3 separate regions of the Mus musculus genome follow, and regions 1 and 2 are each linked to region 3. A link is a contact called in public Hi-C and promoter capture Hi-C data. All regions are on one chromosome and are shown on one strand. Each heading gives the region's core, a stretch centred on a gene start, on an enhancer-like site or on the middle of the called end of the contact. The rest is flanking DNA. Distances are from core to core; before and after follow the strand shown.

Region 1 (4,633 bases), core at 1,824-4,323, 600 kb before region 3:
TTCTGGTGTGTCTGAAGACAGCTACAATGTACTTACATGTAATAATAAATAAATCTTTGGGCCAGAGCGAGCAGGGACTGAGGGTACAGAGTTGACTGGAGTGAGAGGTCCTAAAATTCAATTCACAACCACCACATGAAGGCTCAAAACCATCTGTACAGCTACAGTGTACACGCATACATAAAATAAATTAAATAAATAATCTTTTTTTAAAAATACAGTTCTTCACATTGTGGAGACCCCAAATCATAAAATTATTTTTCAGGACTTTTAATTGTGTGTGCATTCTCTCTCATTCATATTCTCTCTCTCTCTCTCTCTCTCTCTCTCTCTCTCTTTCTCTCGTGTGGCACGCGCGCGCGCACACGCACACACACACACACACACGCACACACACAAATGGGAGTCCCCGTGGAGGCCAGGGATGCTGGATACCTTGGTGTGAGTACTGGGTATTGAACTCAGGTGCAACTTTTAGTATTTTTAAATCTTTTTTTTTTTTTTTTTTTTTTTTTTTGGTTGTTTGGTTTGGTTTGGTTTTTCGAGACAGGGTTTCTCTGTGTAGCCCTGGCTGTCCTGGAACTCACTTTGTAGACCAGGCCTCGAACTCAGAAATCCGCCTGCCTCTGCCTCCCAAGTGCTGGGATTAAAGGCGTGCATCACCACACCCCGCTAAACCTTATTTTTAATGATGGATTTTAAATGTTTTAACCCCTCTGTCACTCACTAGAGGTAGTGGAAAAGAAAGGATATGGGGGAAGTGGACCTGTTGAGAAAGGTTTTTTTGGAGTATCTCTCATCTGTGCTGTCTAGAAATGGACAGTTTAATTACAGGTTGGCAGGGGCAGCTTGGTCTATTTGTAAATCCTTTTTTGTTGTTTTTTTGTTTTGGGGTTTTTTTGGTTTTTTTCCGAGACAAGGTTTCTCTGTGTAGCCCTGGTGTCCTGGAACTCACTCTGCAGACAACGCTGGCCTCGAACTCAGAAATCTGCCTGCCTCTGCCTCCCAAGTGCTGAGATTCAAGGCATGCACCACCACTGCCCAGCTATTTGTAAATCCTTTATGGATATGTCAGCAGTCTAGCTTGGTAGAGTCGGGTTCGAAACAGTGGTGATACCACCTAGCAGAGATAGCCAGGCCTCAGCCTTAGCTCGAGTCAGCAGGAGGGACCAACAGGAACATCAGAAGTTCTCAGCTGTTCCTTCCTCAGGGAAGAGAAGATCAGCAAGGATGCAAGACCCACAAGTTTTGAACAGTTGGATGTACCAGCAAGTCAAGCTCTAAGCTCTGTCTCTGTCTTTCTCTGGAGTCCTATTTATAGCCTCCAAGCACAAGTCCACTATGGGTCTTATCTCAGCACCTGTACCTAATCAGCCAGACTGCAGAAGTGGCAAGAAACTGTAGACTACCATCACAAGTTTTTTGGTTTTTTTCTGTGTGTGTGTGGTCTCAGCACAATGTAAGGCGGACCAGTATATGTGTGTTATTATTAGTAAAGAATCTTTTACCATGTGTCTTTTTATGTGTTTGTTTTAGTAGAAAATCCTCTCTCCTGTGTCTGCTTCAGGGAAATGTTCCTTTACAAGTCTGTCCTTAGCTTTTTATATCTTTATCTATTTTAATGAAACATTCTTTCACATTTGCCCCCAGCAAAACCCCATCCAACTGACTTTCCAAAGTACCCTTAAGTTTCCACCTCATTCAGGTTCTCTGGAAAAAGTTTGCTCTTAATCACTGAGCCACCTCTCCAGCCTCATAAAGTTATTTTTGTTGCTCCTTGATAACTAATTTTACTAGTTACAAACTGTAAATATCTGATATGCAGCCCCTCTCCAGAAGGGTCATGAATCACCGGCTGAGAACTCCTGCTCTAGGCAACTCCTGCTCTAGGCCTTCAGCATCCTCAAGTACCCTGACACCATGGAAGTCTTGCTTGCTTTGAGTCCTCTTCCCCAGCACATCAGCACTTCTCAGAAGACAAGGGACACTGCCTGTCGTTCAGCCCAGCCTGTATGCTGAGGCTGTCCCACTTAGGCCCAAGGACCATGCACCTCGATGGGCATTCTACATTGTTCTGGGGATTTGATTTTTTTTTGAGACATGGTCTCACGTAGTCCATGCTGAATACAACTGCTCTATGAAGTTAAGGACAAGCCCTTTATCTGATGTGCATCTCAAAGGTGCTGAGATGACAAGTGAAGAATGCTGGGGATGAAGCCCATGATCAAGCACTCCAGGCAACTTTAGATCTATCGACTGAATCCCAGCACTTATTTTGAATAGGTTGTCTTGTAGCCCAGACTGGCCTGGAACTTGCAGTGCTCCTCTGGCCTCAGCTCACGACTGCAGGGGTAACAGGCATAGGCATCGCATTCGCTACCCCATTGCAGAGGATGCTGCTGCGCTCGATGCCCCAGTGTGGCAGGTGCGCCTGAGTCAGCTCCCCTCGTGCCAAGCATCCCCGGGGCGGCCGCGCCACCCACGCACCAATTAGCACCCCCGGAAAGCAGGCCCCCGGGCGCCGGGGGAACTTGCCAGCCAGGCGAAGGGAGGGGCCGTGGGAGTGAGGCCGCACACCGCCAGAACCCCGAAGTCGGGGACGCAGCGCCCACCCGGCCGCAGGCCGCTCCCCGAACCCTGTATCCCCGGAATGTGACGCCACATCTAACGTGCCCCACGCGGATCCCAGCCTGCCGCGCCCCACCCAGACCCAGTAACCCGTGTGGCAGAGTTTTGTCCAGGCCGCCGCTAGGCACGTGCGCAACCCTATGCCCGTCTGGATCGTAGGCCACGCCCGGAACGTTGCGTCCAGGGACCCCGCACCCCACCCGGACCCCGGCCCGCCGCGCGCCGGAACCCCCAGCCCCGGACGCCCCGCCCCGCCCCGCTGCCACCGCCCCAAGTCCCCACGGACCCGACCTCGTTCCAACTCCTCCATGACGTAGGCCAGCAGCCCGGGGCAGCCACACTCGCCACCCACCACCAGCAACAGTAGGGAGCTGGGCGCCTCCACAGCCTCCGGCGCCGCCATCACTGCCGCCATCTTCGCACCGCCCCGACGCTCTGAGCGCCCCGCCCCGCTGGCCACGCCCCTTCAGGGAGCTTACCGGAAGCACCGGAGACCCCGGCCGGAAGCGCCCCCTCCTCTCCACCCCTCTGTCAATGCCCGCTAGGCTTTGGGAGCCCGAAGAGGACTGAGACTGGCTGTGTACTAAGATACCGTTATCCCTCCCAAATTTCATCCATTCATTTTTCATTCATTCCCTCATTCATTCTCCCGCTAAGCAACGCTTAGAATCTCTGTCCCCCGAAAACTCATTCCATCACAGGGGTTCTGCACAGAACCAGAGTCGGCTAGGTCCTGCGAGCTTCCTGAGTTAGAACCTGGACAGAAGAGAGCTTGGGGATGTGTAGCTGCTTGCTAGGTGTGTGTGCTGGGCCGGGTCATTTTGGAAGAAAGGACATTTTGGAGGGGTAAAGTCACCAAGCCTATCTGACACCAAGTCAGGTTGTCTCTAGATGACCCTGGGACTGTGATCTTCCTGCCTCCACAGCTTCCCACACGTTGGGACAGTAGACAGCTTGGGATTCACTAGGGCTATGTGTGATGGAGACTGCTTATGTGGCTCCCACTCAGACCTGGAACATTTTCACCCCAAACTTGCATCTTGGTTTATTTGTTTTTCGAAACAGGGTCTTTCTGTGTAGCCCTGGCTGTCTCGGAACTTGCTCTCTAGATCAGGCTGGCCTCAAATTCACAGAGATCTGCCTGCTTCTGCCTCCTGAGTGCTGAATTCAAAGGTGTGCTCCACCACCACCCAGTCCAATCTTACTTCTTTTTTGGCCATTCCATGTTAAGTATTTGAAATGCTGTTCACCCCAAGAAGGACCAGCTGGCTCCCCTCAAGAGTGAGCCTTCTGTCTCTGGAGTAAACAACTAAGCCCAGCCAGGTGCTTCCATTCACAGTCAACCTCCACTACCTAACAAATATGAGTCCAGCCTAGGCTACATCAAGTCATATATCAAAAAGAAACAACAATTTAAAAAGACAAAGATTCATGCCTTTAACCTCATCATCTCTCTAGAGACAGAGGCAAGAGGATCTTTGTGAGTTCAAGGCCAACACTGGTGTACACAGTGTTGACAAGACAGACAGACAGACTTTTAAAATAAATGAAAAACAAGCAAAGGCAATTCAGGACTGGTGTGATGCATCAGGAACCCAAATCAAGCCTGCTGCTGACAGACGTTCTGTAAAGGACTTCCCCAAGCCAACTTCCTCCATCAGTCCGTAGCATCAGCCAAGTCCTCAAGCCATGGTCTGAGCTTCCTGGATACTCTTTTGGCGCCAATATCCTTCCTGAATCCTGACTCCTCCCCCTTAACTGGTCAGCCTGCAGAAGTTGATGGCTTGTGATTTCCTCTGTTGTTATAACGGAAACAGAACTGGGATGGTCCATTCTCTGCCCTCTGGCTAAGATCCAGTGCAGAATGGGCTTGGCAGTGCATCTCCACACCCCTAACTCATCACAGAAGACTGAGTGACCTTGGACAGTCTGTGGCCACCCTGGGCTACATAGGGAGTTCAAAGCTAACCTGGAAAATAGAGCAAGTCCCAGGAAAGACTAGGGT
Region 2 (4,486 bases), core at 1,763-4,262, 530 kb after region 3:
TCGAGGCCAGCCTGGTCTACAAAGTGAGTTCCAGGACAGCCAGGGCTATACAGAGAAACCCTGTCTCGAAAAAACAAAAAAAAAACAAAAAAACAAAAAAACAAAAAAAAAAACAACAAAAAAAAACAAAAAACAACCCAAACCAAACAACAACAAACAAACAAATAAACAAACAAACAAACAAACAAACAAAATTAGGGTTGAGAAAAAATCTAAAGCTACAGGAATTCAAGTCCTCTGCAAGTTTGGAAAGTCCTCTTAATCACTGAGCCATCTATCCAGTACTCAGTTTTAAAACATTCTCTTTTAACATTTATTTAAAACATTCTCTTAAACGTTTTCCTTGATCTTGTGAGCCTGAGAGTTAAAAAACATTATATTCTGGACCTACATGCTGTAGGGTTAGCGGGGTCTCATGTCTTCTCTGATATAGGGCTTGGCCACGCAGGGAGGCAGGACACAGGAAGTTTGACTGTGCTTACCCCACGCCATTGCTGGGCAGGTGTCAGGCTGTAGGGAAGCCTCCGAACACCACTCTGGGGTTGGGGAAGCGCAGTCTGAAGTCCAGGGAGCTGGCTTGGGAGGCCGGGACTATCTGCTTCTCAGGCTCTCGGACCCCAGGTGCTGCTGGGAGCTTGGAAGAGCTGAGAACAGAGTGGGGGCCCATGGGCTGGATCTAGCCGGGGCCAAGGGGGAAAGAAAGAAGCTTCGGCTGGTTAGGGTGGGGGGGGCGGGGGGGGCGGGGGGGGGATAGGTACTTGGCTTGTTGGCGGTGGTGGTTTAGTCTTGGTGGTGGCTGGGAGTGCGGAGAGGCCTTCCACTGGAGAGTAGATGGCAGCTCTTTAGGTGAAAGCTTCTCCATTGCTCCCCACGGCAGATCCTGATGAAAAGAGGCAGTCCATGGTTTTAGGGCATTTATTGTCATAGCACAAAGTGGATGAGTAAAACCATACCCCACTTCTCAGGGCAGGCCTGGGGTTAAATACCTTTTGCAGGAGGGGTGTCTGGGAAGGGGAGTATCTGAAGACAGCAACAATGTACTCATATAAACATTAAAAAAAAAAAAAAGACAACAAGCATGGATTCACTTTTGTCAGCCAAACATAATTCAAAAGTTCCCAGACTAACTAAAGCCAAGAGGTTATAGAGACACGAGAGGCAGAGACCAGTGGTTTCCTGTGAGTTGGAGGCCAGCCTTGGGTACAGAGTGAGATCCTCTCTAAAAAATATGAAGAGGTTATAGAGAGCTGGTTCTCATGGATGGTTAGCTGGCGCTAACACGGAGTTTTAACTTTGGCTCCTAGGTATATTCTCTTTATTATATCTTGTCTTAGGAATAGTTATAATTCAGAGATATTTGAGATCTTAAACAGGGAGAATCGGAACCTTCATAGGAGGAGAAAAGATATTCTATAATGATAATTTAAAAACATTTTTTTTATTTACATGTATGGGTAATTCAGTATGCATGAGCCATGAAGGCGCTCAGAAGAAGGAATTTCATCCCCTGGAGCTGGATTTACAGGAAGTTAAGAGCCAACGGGTGTGTGTGTGTGTGTGTGTGTGTGTGTGTGTGTGTGTGTGTGTGTAAACCAAACAAGTTCTCTACAAGAGCAGAAGGTACAGAGAGTGCTCCCATCCCCTCACCTCCTTCCCTCTTTTCAGTCGGTCCTTGATTGTGGTCTAGGTAATGATACTGCCCACTTTTAGGAAGAGCCTTCCTATCTCAACTACCCTATTTAGAAACACCCTTACATACATGCTGGAGGGTTGCTCCTATCACTTTGACAATCAAGACTAATCATTACACGACTGAACACCACTCACTGATCTGTTCATTGACTCCATTAGCTTTGCTGGGTTTTTCCTTCTTATTGTTTCTACTGCCAGTACTCCCCCACTTCTTCTTTAGTAAAAATGGGTGAACGCCTTTTTCCCAGCACCCGTGAAGCATAGGCAGGTAGACCTCTGTGTTTGAGATTAGCCTGGTCTACAGAGTGAGTTCTAGGATAGCCAGGGCTATACAGAGAAACCCTGTCTTGGAAAAAAACAAAAAAACAAAAAACAAAAACAAAAACACCAGGATAGCTAGGGCTACACAGAGAAACTCTAACTCAAAAAACCAAAAATTAAATAATAAAATGTTCTGATGATTTAGTGGCTATGTACGTGTGTGTGTGTCTGTGTATATTTATGTGTGTGTGAAGAACACACTTGTGGAGGCCAGAGGACAACTTTCCTGAGTTGGTCTTCTTCTACTATGTTCATGCTTAACCTACTAAGTCATTTCCTTGACCCACGTCTTCAATTTTCTTTTTCTTTTTCTTTTTGCTTTTGTTTAAATTAGAATGTCTGTAGAGGCCTGGAGAGGAGAAACGGGGGTGAGATGGAAGGATAGAGAGGTTTTTGGTTTTTGTTTGTTTGTTTGTTTTGGTTTTTTCAAGACAGGGTTTCTGGTGTAGCCTTGGCTGTCCTCACTCTGTAGACCACTCTGGCCTCGAACTCAGGAATCTGCCTGCCTCTGCCTCCCAAGTGCTGGAATTAAAGGTGTGTGCCACCACTGCCTGCACTGCCCGGCTGGATAGAGATCTTAACTGGAAGAACACACATGCTATGAAAATAGAGGAAATGAATACTTGTGTTAATGTGCAACCTGGGACAGATGTATAAACCATAGATGTTCCTTACTCAAATTCCTGATGCCTGGAGAACATCATGTCCAGTTATAATTTGACCTTCTAATTAAAACTGACCTGAGCACCTTTCTAATTGTGAGGCAGCAGGATTGCTGCAATGAGCACTCGGTGTGCACAGTGACGACTTGGTGATGGAGTACTGCTTTACCAGGGAGAAGCTAGTTCTGCTTAGAAGCAAGGAGGGCGGGGCTATGGCTGTCATTTGAATCCCACACTTCGGCTTTGGAAGCTAGTGTCACTCAGGCTTTGGTAGCCAATCAGGTTCTAGAACCGTGCCGTCTAATCAGGACTACTGGAGAGCGGCAAGAGGCGGGTTCTTCACGGCCGCCATATTGTGGCTCGGCTCTGCGGCACAGGGAGGTGCGGTGTGTTGTGCTGTGAGCGCTGCTGCCGGGACCAGTGAGGAGAGCGCGGGCGAGTTCGGAAGCCGCGCCATGGTGAGCAAGGGCCGCTGTCCCTGCCCGCTGTGGTGGATCCTCCCCGAGGCTGGGGCGGGGCGGCAGCGGCATTCAGTGCTGTGTGGCGCTGGGCCCTGTGTCCTCTTCGCCGTGGTCCGCGCCTGCGCAGAGCGCGGAGCCTCCCTGCGGAGGCTCCGCCTCGCGCAGGAAAGAGTCGGTGCTCTGTCTGGGGCAGGCGTTTTATACAGTCCTGCTTTGGGTATCTCATCAGAAGGTTGTAAAACAATAGGTCATCTAGTTTCTGCTACTTTCTAGAAGTTCTGAATTTTCATGTAACATTTAGGTCAAAGCAATCAACTTGAGTTAATACTGTGAATTTTAAACTTTAAAAAAATTATTATTTTTTGTGCATTGGTATTTTGCCAAAATGTATGTATGTCTTTGTGAGGATGTCAGATCCTCTGGAACTGTTGTTGAGCTGCCATGTTGGTACTAGGAATTGAACTCAGGTCCTCTGGAAGAGCAGCCGGTTTTCCCAACCATTAAACCATCTCTCCAGCCCCAACATTGTGAAACTCTATTTAATTTCTTGTCTATAGACATCGGTTCTGCTAATAACCTTTTGCTATTCTGCCCTTTGTTGAGTTTCCTTTGCTACTTTGTCAAAAAAAGGTACACACACACACACACCCCATATATATATGTGTGTGTATATAACATGTGTATATATAATATCTATAACTATATATATACACTTTAAGTCTGTGTGCTGTTTCTTTGGAATTGTGTGGACCATTTTCGTTTTTTTCCACTCTCCACATAAACTTGAGAATCAGTTTCTTAATTTTTCATAAGTTGTTAGGATTTATATTGTGATTATTTAAATCTTAGTGCAGATTGAGGAAACATGACGTTCAGTTCTGAAGCTTCCTATCGCCATATTTATGGGGTATCACTATTTTGTGTTTGCTTTTTGTTTGGTTGGGGTTTTGTTGTTGTCTTTTTTGCTTATTTTGTTTTTTGTTAGGTCTGCTTTGGCCTAAAACTCACTCTGTAGAGGCTGGCCTTGAAATCATAGCCATACACCTGCTTCTCTCTGCCTTCCATGTGCCAAGATTCAAGGCATTGTCTCCCACTGCCCTGCATGGTTTTGTTTTGTTTTGTTTTTTGTTGTTAAAAATTATAGTTCTTGCTGGGTTGGTTGGTCAGTCTACTTTTAACCCAGCACTTGGGAGGAAGAGGTTGGCAGATTGAGGCTAGCCTGGTTTACATAGCTGCAGAGTTCCAGGTTAGCCAGGGTTACATCATGAGACCCTGTCAAAAAGATGAGGTGGATGGTCTGTAATGATGGTTCAGTGCTTAAGAGGGTATTGCTCTTGTAAAGACTCCAGT
Region 3 (4,554 bases), core at 1,074-3,573:
CTGACAGTCCCCTGGCCTGGCTGTCCACGGCTTTCCTGCATAATACTCTGTGCCCTTCCCCAGGCTGTCCACACTCACCTGTGCGAGGTATGCTCTGTATAGGAAGACATCCCTCTCTACTTCCCGCTCAGGACTGGAGAGCTGTGAGAAGATATGCAGAGTGAGGCTGGGCAGCCTCCCTGCTAGGCTCATAGCTCTGGGTCTCAGCTGGAATCCAGGAGACCCAGAAGCCCCAAAGCCTCCAGAGGGCACCCAGTGTGCAAAGCCCTGATCTTCTCTCAACTGATGCGAGCCCAAGGAGGCTCCGCCGTCATCCCAGTATCACAGCGTCATCCCAGTATCACAGCGTGCAGTGCCACTACGGCTACAGCAGCAGCACAGCTGCATGCCCCAGCCCTGTTGGGCGCTTTACAAGCTCAATGAATTTGGCTTTGATTTTATTATTTTGGGAGTTTTGGAGACAGGGTTTCATGCAGACTAGGCTGGCCTCAAACTCACTACATAGCTGAGAACAAGTTGGATCTTCTTGCCTCTTGTCCAGAACCTTAACAAAACAGCTTTTTAGCCTGGTAAGGACAAGCCTCCACATAGTTTACCTGAGCCATGCCCCAGCCCATCACAGCCCTGACTCTGTTTCACATTCAAAACAGGCAAGTCTAAGACCACCACTTTCTACACCCATTCTGCCATTTCCTGGCTCTCTGTGCTGCCTCTGTTGCCAAGGCTACTATACCTAGAAAGCCTGTAGTTCCACCAACTCCATCCCTTACTGAGCCCAGCAGGAATGCTGTTTTCCACGAGTGCACAGTGAAGAATGAGTGACAGGTGATTCTGTCAACAACACACACAGGCTGTTGCAAACACGGGTCACATCTTTAATGAACTAAAGACAAGCTGAGCATTGTGGCACAGGCCTGTCATCCTGCATCTGGGAGGCTGAGACAAGACTGCTACATCTAGGGACAGCCTGGGCTATATGAAGCTGCTTAAAACATAAAACAAAACCAGGGCAAGGATTTAGCCTGTGGAGCATTTGCATCGAAGCTGTGCTTTGGCTGTGCACACTATGATCCCAGCACTCCAGAGAGCAGGCATGGCCATCAGGAATTCAGTGCTCTTCAGCAACATGGGGAGTCTGAGGCCAGCCTGGGCTAAAGGAGACTGTCTTCTTTTATAACCAAACTTCCCTTTTGGGGGGAGTGGGGGAGGCGAGGAGGGTACAGTTCAAGACGGGGTTTTTCTGTAGCACCCTGGCTGTCCTGGAAGTCGCTATGTAGATCAGAGTGGTCCAAAACTCAGAGACTTGACTGCCTCTGCCTCTGGGTGCTGGGATTTAAGGCACACCAAGCTACCTCCGGTTTAGGACTATTATTAAGACAGATTACAGTATTACCCGAACTGACCTAGAACTGCTTATGAAGATCAGGCTGACCCTAAACTTACAGAGATCAGCCTCCCAAGTGCTGGAATAGAAGGCGTGCACCATGATGCCTGACTTTAGACACTTAAAAAAGGGGGGCGGGGGGGGTTTAAAAACGAAACAGTAAGAGGTTTTATGATGGAGCTAGTGGCGCACACCTGTCACCTCACCATTACCCTGACTTCAGGTCAGCCTGGGCTATAAAGTGAGCCCCTGTCAATCAACCACCAGAAAGTTGGAAGCTTGGCACAGGGGTGCACACCTGTCATCCTAGCACTGGAGGGGTGAAGACTGGAGGCGCAGGACCTCAAGGTTAGCCTCGGTTACAGAGTAAATTGAAAACCATCCCTAATTATAAGAGAAACCGAGTCCTCGGACCAGAACCTCAGAGCGCGCCGGAAGCTGCTCCGCACGCTGCCCACCTTCACGCGCTGAGCCTCGTTGATGCACTGCTGGTAGCTGCCGATGTAGAAAGCGTTCTTCACGTCGAACAGCTCATCTACCTCTCCGGAGCCGCCAGAGACCGCGCCAGGAACCGGAGGAGCCATGTCACCGCACCTCTAACCAACCTTCTTCTGGGACACGTAGGCCGGAAGCAGGTCCCCGTCGTCAGGAACTCTGGGAAACGTAGTTCTATGGGACAAATCAGAGGCGATGAAAAAGAAACCTTGCAAAGCCTCCCGAGAACTATAGTTCGGATTCCGTCAACAAACACAAGGCCTTCAGAACCAAAACACTGAAAAGCGGTCAAAGCTCGGATTGGTTGAAGGATCTGGAGAGGGTCTCTCCGTGACGTCACATTCCTCCGCCAACGTCCTCTCACAACTTTTCCAGGCCGGACTGCGCCGGGGTGGACGTGACGTAGCATTCACGCGCCGGAAGCACTCATTTCTAGGTTCTCTGCCCGGGTCTGGAGCATGGCGGGGTTCGCTGAGATCGGGTTGTCGTCGTGGCTGGTAGAACAGTGTCGACAGCTGGGGTTGAAGCAGCCCACGCCGGTGCAGCTCGGGTGCATTCCGGCCATCCTGGAAGGTGAGTTCTCGCCTTTCTTTTAATGCCTTTCTTTGCCCGCTCTTCCTTAGCCCCACTTGGGTTCCAGGAATCAGGACAGCATTGAGTGTTTCGGGGACCCTGACCCGCAGCATTGACATTTACGCTGCGACCGACTCGTGTTCATTATCACACAGGTGATGGGTGGCACCTCTTAAGTTTTCGTAGCACCCGAGCATAGGGAGAGATCGGTGAATGACTAAAACATGGCACTGAAAAAAAAAAAGGGTAGAGCTGGCTTTGACGTAGAAGCCGTCAAACTCCAGGTAAAAACCAATGCTCCGTGTTTGTGTCAGTGCTCTTCGACCCAGTTCACTTTTGCCATTAAAGAGGCGTCCTTGGAGCCGGACGTGGTGACTCTCAGTCATCTCAATACTGAGCAGGTGGAAGCAAGAGGATCAGGAGTTCAAGGTGATCCTCAGTTTGGTAGCAAGTTGCAGACCAGCCTGGGCTACCTGAAAATTTGTTTCAAACAAGCAATTATAATAATTGTTGGAAATTAGATAATAACACGTTCAAGGGACTAGTGGAAATGAAACAGTTTTAAATATTCAATTCTGGAGAAAGGGGTACCAGCATAGAGAAAAGGCAAAAATAGCTGGTGTGGTGATTTCAAGCAAGTTTTTGAAGCCTTTCCCCAAATATGGGAAATTCCTGACCTTTTCTTCCATAGACCTGCAGGGCTTTTCCCCTCCCCAAATTCCCCATCCCATTGGTCCATTGGGGCCCCAAGTCTTCTCTAATGAATAGTTTGGGTCTTGAGGCTGCCTCTCTTCTATTCTCTTTTCTTTCTTTTTTTTTTCCCTTGTTTTTTTGTTTTTTTGAGACAGGGTTTCTCTGTATAGCCCTGGCTGTCCTGGAACTCACTCTGTAGAACAGGCTGGCCTTGAACTCAGAAATCTGCCTGCCTCTGCCTCCCAAGTGCTGAAATTAAAGGTGTGCGCCACTACTGCCTGGCTGCCCTTCCTTTCTAATCATGGGCTCAGTCACATAGCAGAGCACCTGTAACTCTCCGAGTCTTAGACTAACTAGGGGAGAGAAGGACCCAGTGCCTCCAACTCATCTGTAGCTCTAGTGAACTGTAAGCTCACCTCGTACTAAAAGCAGACCATACCCATCTATTTCTTACAATAATGAGGGAATGCCCAAGGGACCAATCATGGCCCTTGCTCCACACTGATGCTGCTTTGCCATCTGCCTAGGTCGGGACTGCTTGGGCTGTGCAAAAACAGGAAGTGGCAAGACAGCAGCCTTTGTGCTTCCCATCTTGCAGAAGCTGTCTGAGGACCCTTATGGCATCTTCTGCTTGGTTCTGACACCCACCAGGTGAGCCTCCCCACTCAGCCACATGTGCTTTCTTTTTTTTTTTTTTTGGTTTTTCGAGACAGGGTCTCTGTGTAGCCCTGGCTGTCCTGTAGACCAGGCTGGCCTTGAACTCAGAAATCCGCCTGCCTCTGCCTCCCAAGTGCTGGGATTAAAGGTGTGCGCCACCACGCCCAGCTCCACATGTGCTTTCTTGACCTGTCCGAGTTGCACTTTGCTCTTGTGTGAAATGGGGTAAGAATCATTCCTCTCTTGTAGGGTTGCAGAATCAAGCAGGGCTAATGGTGTGTGTGAAACATTCCTAGCACTCAAGAGGGAGCTACCAAGTCTAACAGCTAGGGAAACAAAATGATATCCTTGGGCCAGTAAGATTGCTTAGCAGGCAGAGCCATTTGCCTATAAGCCTAAGTTCAGCCCCCAGGGACTCACCTTCAGGGTGAAAGGAAAGAAGTGACTTCCACAGATTGGCCTCTGACCTCCATTGGAGCGCCACATCATGCATGTGCACACCCATATAGATAAAGAAATGTAATAAATGTGTTTAAAAGATATTGTAGCTGGGCTGTGGTGGCACACGCCTTTAATCCCAGCACTTGAGAGGCAGAGGCAGGCAGAGATCTGAGTTTGAGGCCAGCCTGCTCTACAGAGTGAGGTCCAGGACAGCCAGGGCTACACAGAGAAACCCTGTCTCAAAAAACCAAAAAAAAAAAAAAAGCTATTGTAGGTATATAGGTTCCATTGTGCATAGGAGAGGCCAGCAG

What was found. Promoter capture Hi-C pulls out the DNA fragments that hold promoters and counts their contacts. A called contact is a pair of places that touch in the nucleus more often than the background predicts.
Region 1: a contact with region 3 is called in a Hi-C map of CD4 T cells, with 4 times the contacts expected there. The contact joins the promoter of Map1s here to the promoter of Ddx49 in region 3. A contact is called at or near these places in 1 of 39 promoter capture datasets (pre-B cells), 1 of 484 Hi-C or Micro-C datasets (CD4 T cells) and 2 of 9 other capture datasets (adipose tissue and pancreatic islet).
Region 2: a promoter capture Hi-C map of pre-B cells shows a contact between it and region 3. The contact joins the promoter of Zfp866 here to the promoter of Ddx49 in region 3. A contact is called at or near these places in 2 of 39 promoter capture datasets (embryonic stem cells and pre-B cells), 1 of 484 Hi-C or Micro-C datasets (B cells) and 1 of 9 other capture datasets (liver).

Annotation. Positions count from the first base shown.
Region 1 is chr8:70,904,414-70,909,046 of GRCm38.p6, reverse strand. Map1s (microtubule-associated protein 1S) reads right to left here and starts at 3,073. Exons shown (of 7, transcript NM_173013.3): 1 at 2,920-3,073. The coding sequence starts at 3,043.
Region 2 is chr8:69,773,437-69,777,922 of GRCm38.p6, reverse strand. Zfp866 (zinc finger protein 866) reads left to right here and starts at 3,012. Exons shown (of 4, transcript NM_177899.3): 1 at 3,012-3,133. The coding sequence starts at 3,131.
Region 3 is chr8:70,300,221-70,304,774 of GRCm38.p6, reverse strand. Ddx49 (DEAD box helicase 49) reads left to right here and starts at 2,323. Exons shown (of 13, transcript NM_001024922.2): 1 at 2,323-2,452; 2 at 3,673-3,796. The coding sequence starts at 2,338. Cope (coatomer protein complex, subunit epsilon) reads right to left here and starts at 2,008. Exons shown (of 10, transcript NM_021538.2): 1 at 1,843-2,008; 2 at 79-141. The coding sequence starts at 1,968.